Regions from separate parts of the Ovis aries genome. Here region 2 is linked to region 1. A link is a contact called in public Hi-C data. All regions are on one chromosome and are shown on one strand. Each heading gives the region's core, a stretch centred on a gene start, on an enhancer-like site or on the middle of the called end of the contact. The rest is flanking DNA. Distances are from core to core; before and after follow the strand shown.

Evidence for each region. A called contact is a pair of places that touch in the nucleus more often than the background predicts.
Region 2: a contact with region 1 is called in a Hi-C map of tail adipose tissue, with 5 times the contacts expected there. The contact joins the promoter of PTK2B here to the promoter of LOC101118764 in region 1. A contact is called at or near these places in 5 of 16 Hi-C or Micro-C datasets (blood, hypothalamus and tail adipose tissue).

The regions. Positions count from the first base shown.
Region 1 is chr2:38,209,107-38,212,016 of ARS-UI_Ramb_v3.0, reverse strand. It overlaps LOC101118764 (ribonuclease P protein subunit p14-like), which reads left to right and starts at 1,460. Exons shown (of 1, transcript XM_042242684.1): 1 at 1,460-1,927. The coding sequence starts at 1,460. The coding sequence ends at 1,927.
Region 2 is chr2:38,496,581-38,499,490 of ARS-UI_Ramb_v3.0, reverse strand. PTK2B (protein tyrosine kinase 2 beta) reads left to right here and starts at 1,402. Exons shown (of 30, transcript XM_042243113.1): 1 at 1,402-1,552.

The DNA of each region.
Region 1 (2,910 bases), core at 211-2,710:
AAGTAGGCTGGAAGGATGAGGAAAAGTCCTCCTGGGCCAGTGTGAAGCTCAGTCATAGTACAGCATCAGGGCTGTTGAGCTGTGGGCGGCTCCCAAAGTTGAATTTGGGGTGAGCAGTCATCAGCTGAAAAGTAACAAGCAAATTTCACCGAGTGGAGTGAGTGGACTGTGGGCAGCTTCTCCCCTCAAGTGGCCGCCTGGCCCCTGCAACCTACAGGTGCACAGCAGAGAAAAGGAGGGTTCCAGGTGACCTCTGACAGTCCCAGAAGGATGCACCACTGATCAGAAAGCCTCCCCAAATGCAAAGATGTGGGACATTTAAAAACCAAGACGGATGCCCCCTCACTTCACTTGCAGGTGTCTCTGCATGGGGATAACCCCAAAACGGCCAAGTCAACCTAGCCACCTGCAGAGGCTCCGACTGGAAGATAGACAAGGGAATGCATGGGTCAGCTGACGGGAGGGGGCAGAGCAGCAGAGCCCAGCATCTGCGGAGCCACAGGACAGCTCTGGTCCTTCTCAAGGTCAGCATCCACCGTCAGCCCTGGAACAGGGACTCATGGCGCCTCCTGGTGGCAGCTGTCGGGATCCTGCGAGGTGCAGGCTCAAGAGGAACAAAGCCTCCCTCTCTGAACTAAAAGGCTTTCCAAGTAGCTCAGTGGTGGTAAAGAATCTGCCTGCCAATGCGGGAGACTCAGGTTCGACCCCTGGGTTGGGGAGATCCCCTGGTGAAGGAAATGACAACGCATTCCAGTATTCTTGCCTGGAGAATCCCAAGGACAGAGAAGCCTGGTGGGCTACAATCCATGGGGTCGCAAAGAGTCAGACACAACTGAGCCCACACGAAGGCAAGCAAGGCTGACCCTAAAGGCATGAAGCTGGCTAGTCTCAAACTCTGAAGCCACCAGAAGGGCCTCAGAAAAGGGGGAAAACCCTGGAGGATGGGGGTGGGCAAGAGGGAAGAGATTTCTCCCGGCAAACGTAGGTTTCAAATTGAGAAGGGGTGGAGGACATCCCTGGTGGTCCAGTGGTTAAGACTCCCTGCTCTTAATGCATAGGCCCTGGGTTCTATCCCTGATCAAGGAAATAGATCCTGCCTGCCCCGGTGAAATCTGGTCCCTGTCAAATAAATAAAATAATAAAAAAGTAAAAAATGAAAACAGAAGGCAGAGGGGTGGCGGGCAGCAAGGTGCGGCCTTGGGTACCTCCCACTCTGGCCGTGGATGCCACCAACTAAGGCGAGGCCAGGCCGTGAAACATCCCAGGCCTCTCTCTACAACGCGGTCTCAGTCGCATAGGGTGGTGGAGAGGACTGAGACCACGTGTGCAGAGCGCATGCGCCTGGCCCCAGGTAGGGGAGAAATCAGAGGCAGAAGTTAGTCCAAAAAAAAGTTGAAAACGACTTTAAGCGCCCAACACCCTCTTGACTCAATACAGATGTGACCAGCACTGGAAAAAGATGCCAGCCTCAGCTGCCACATGGAAAAGAACTGTTTACAAACATCCCTCTGAGTACCACTACATGAAAGTCCGCCTAGAATTTCAAGATTGTGGGATTGGACTGAATGCTGCACAGTTCAAACAGCTGCTTATTTCAGCGCTGAAGGACCTGTTTGGTGAGGTTGATGCTGCGTTACCCTTGGACGTTCTGACCTATGAAGAGAAGACCCTGTCAGGCATCCTAAGGATATGCAGCAGTGGTCTTGTCAAATTGTGGAGCTCTCTGACCCTGTTAGGATCCTATAAAGGCAAGAACTATGCTTTCAGAGTGATTCAGTTTTCTCCACTTCTCCTTGCATTATCTGGCAATAGTAGGGAACTAGAATTGAGTAGTCTTCAATTTGAGAAAATATTCCTCACTCTCAAAAGTACTTTTTGGTGCCAGCATAATGTTTGGAGACTGAAGCAGCCCAAAAGCTCCTGTTGATGGAATTTGAGAGTGCTGAAGATGCCCCCAGTAATGTCCAACCCCTTTGGTGGGGTTGGCTTCACAGGAGAATCTGCCTGAGCCAATCAGTACCGAACAGGCAGCCCTTAGAGCACATGCTCCTCAGAGTCGGAGACTGGGCTGAACTCAATAGGGCCTTCATACAGAGGGACATGGCCACCTTCTCAGAATTAACAGGGGATGTCAACCCTTTGCACTTAGACGAAGATTTGCAAAACACACCAGATTTAGAAAGACAATTGTCCATGGAGTTTTGATCAATGGACTTATTTCAGCTTTCCTCGGTACTAAAATGCCGGGGCCAGGCTGTGTATTTCTTTCCCAGAAAATTAACTTTCCAGCCCCTTTATATGCTGGGGAAGTTGTTTTAGCTTCTGCAGAAGTGAAAAAGCTGAAGCAGTTCATTGCCGTTGTTGCAGTGTCATGATCTGTGCTAGAAAGTAAAAAGACTGTCATGGACGGCTGGGTTAAAGTTATGGTTCCAAAAACGCCCAAATCCTGAAATACGTCTTTAAAGATGCAAGTTCAGCCATCAGTGTTTTTAGTATTGAAAGCCTCTGGGGAAAACAGGGATTGCTGTTCTTCGCAAGGACGGGCTCATAGACCTACACTGGGAGAGGGGAGCAGGTAAAGAGTTGTTCCAGTGTCCACTTATGCTTCACTCAGGCTTAAGTATATTCATCACCTCTCTAGGTTTCAAACTGAAAAAAACAGGCAATTCCCTGGATGTCCAGTGGTTAGGACTCCAGGCTTTCACTGCCAGGGCCATGGATCCAATCCCTATCAGGGACCTACGATCCCACAGCTGTGTCCTACAAGCCATGTGGCACAGCACACGTGCATGCACACACACACACGAGCAGAGGAAGTCAGTGATGATTCTAAGGTTGCGCATTGTTAGCCTGTCTCCATGAGGTGCCATCATAAAAGGAAAAAAAACTGAAAAAAGTGTTAGGAAAGTT
Region 2 (2,910 bases), core at 153-2,652, 290 kb before region 1:
TGCTTTGTAGACCCCGGCAACACTTGGTGCTGAGAACACGGCTGATCAGTGTATGAGATTAACAAGGCTGTGAGTTCCAACAGATGGGTTGTAAGTTACCCTGCATGAGTGGGTGGGTCCCAGGCTCAGAGATTCTGATTTTCAGTAGCCCCAGAGTCACATCCAGGTATCTGCATTTTAAGAGCTACAGACAGTCCACTGATCATAATTGCAGGAAACTGACTTTCTGATTTTGCAGCCTTGGACATTTTAATCTAAATCTGTTTTCTTTTCAGAAAATGGGAAGAATGAAAGGAAATGTTAACATAGATAAAATGTAAACGGAGTGTTCCTTGGCACAGTGGTTGGCATTTAGACATACTAACCAAATGCTGGCTCTTCTCTGGGGTGGCCCGTCCTCTGAGTTTGGAAGTGGTGGGGGAAGGAAGACTGGGGCTGGTTGTAGAGTACACTGGGCTGTCACAGGCAGCTGCACAACACCAGGGGGTGCCATGCTCAGAGATGCCTTTGTGAAGAGCATCCTCTAACAGTGTGGGAGATCCCAGTTCTTCTCAGGATACAGAATGAAGAAGTTTGGGGTGGGGCTCTGGAGAGGAACTTTGAGAAGGTGAGGAATGCTGAGTGACACACCAGCTTTTTGACTTTATGCTGAGTCCTGTTCACCTGCTCCTACTCAAGAAAAAGTCTAGAATCTTTCTAGTGACAGAGAAAGGGGTTACTAAGTGCCCTTGAGTCACTGCCTCGACTCTTGCTGCCCTGCTGGCCAGAGTGAAGAGGTAACCAAGCTCTTGGTCAACAAACCAAGTGGACTGATGTGGAGAGGGGACGAGAAAAGGCTGCCCAGCATCTTTGACTATTGTGCCTCTGGTCCTGGCTGTTGTAGTGCAGGGACCTGGACTGTGGCATTCAGACCCCTGGACCAGTTCTGCCAAAGCCCCTGGTGACAGTCATCTGACCTCTGGTGCCCCCACCCCATCCTCCCAAAGCAGCACTTTAGGCCTTGAAGAGACCCGGAGGGACACCGATGCTGGGAGTGTGGCAGGCTGCTAACAGTCTCTAGCTCTGCAACAGACCTGGGAGCTAAGAGGAAAGCTTCCCAGTGGAGAGGAAGGGAGAGCGAGGAGGGGTGGAGTTGGGGGTGCTCAACTGCTCACGAGGTGGAAGCGGTGGTGACAAAGACTATCAGGAGACCCCACGTGGGGTTGGGGGTGGCAGAGATGGCCCCCTCCCAGGTGGGCACGTGCAGCTCCGGGAATTGGCAGCGGCGTCTATTTCAGAGTTTATGGTAAGAGGCTGGAGCCACACACGCTCCGCACCGCAGACAACACACCCCACCCTTTAAGGAAGTGGGGAGGAGAGCGGCAGGGGTGTGGTTAAGCCGGAGGAGGAGAAGGGGAAAACACAAACCTGTCAGCGCTCTTACTCAGCGGAGGCCTCCCGAGCCGCCGCGAGCCCCTTCGGAAGCGCCCCTTACCTGCCTAGCCCCCGCCGCACCTGGCCGAGCAGAGAAGAAGCCGCAGCCGCCGCCACTGGAGCCGGCGCTTCGCCCCGAGTGAGTCCCCTCCCGCGATCGATCGGCGCCGAGCGCCCAGCCAGAAGTTGGAGGCTGGACGAGGGAGAGGTGGGGGGCGACTCCCGGACCGCGGACCCAGAAGTGGGCGCCTCTGGGCTGGCTAGCCCTCGGCCAAGGGGAGAGGGAGTCTATTTGGGTAGTTAATTTGAAACTCAAGGGTGTTTTCTTTCCCCTCTTAGTTCTCTTATCGGGTTCAGACAGGGAAGGCCGGGATTATGATGAGAGGACTCAGAAGGGCCCCCTGCCTGCAAAGGTCAGATCAGAGAGCTTTCAGAATCCACCTTCCACTCCTGCCTTAGAGCCTTTGCCGGCGCCCCGCGCTGCACCCCCACCCCCTGCCCCTGCCCCCGAAGACAGCGCTCCCACCCCGGTCACGGGCCCATGAACACCCCGGGGCTCCCCGCTTTGGATTCTTGTTCCCCAACCTGACCACCTCACGAGGCATCTTCTGCATGTTGCACCCCCGACTGGAAGCGAGCAGGGCTCTGCAAGGGCGTAGAGGCAGGACTACTGTGTGTGTGTGTGTGTGTGTGTGTGTGTGTGTGTGTGTGTGTGTGTGTGAGTACTTGTGTGTCCTGGGGAACTAAAGTTAAGACCTGCTGCCGCCCTGGGTCTCTGTGAAACTACTTGGGAATGCCCCTAAAGAGTTAAGCTCCCTGCCTCCTTCTCCTGGCAGGCGGTGCGTGGGCAAAGCCTGGGGTGGGTGAGCAGGCAGCATATGGGTGCTGTTCTGAGCCCAGCAAGAACCCCACCAACTGCCCTAACCCTCAGCCATCTGACACTCTCTACTCCCTGCACCCCAAACTTGGTGCTCAATCCAGTTAGACTCCTCCAAGGGTCAGGAAAGGAAGGAACAGAATTTGGGACGCAGGGGACACTCACCAGGGGCACTCAGAAGCCAGAGCAGAGCTTCCCCTGACCTGTAGCTGGACATGAGCCCTCGGGGGCAGTTGGTGCCAAAGATGAGGGAAGGGGCAGGAGGAGGCCCCTCCCTCGAGGGCAAGGAATGCAGTTGTGGACCTAACCCCAGATTTCACAACTCCTCTGGGGGCGGGTGAGAGGAGGCAGAGATGAAAAAGTGAGTGAAGATGGACGGAGGGAGGGAAGTAGACACACCAAGAGACAAGCTCTGGCAGGACGCTGGGCTCTCATTCCTTCATTCTGTACACATTGGCTGACTTCCTACCCCAGGCCAGGTGCTCGCACTGGGCGTGAGGGACCCCAGTGTGCACCATCCGCACCTCCCAACCCCCGCAACCCACCAGCAGTGCTGTGGGGAGGAAAGCAGCAGGTGGTGACCGCTCAGTGCTGGGGACTGTGGGAGGAACCGGTCAGGG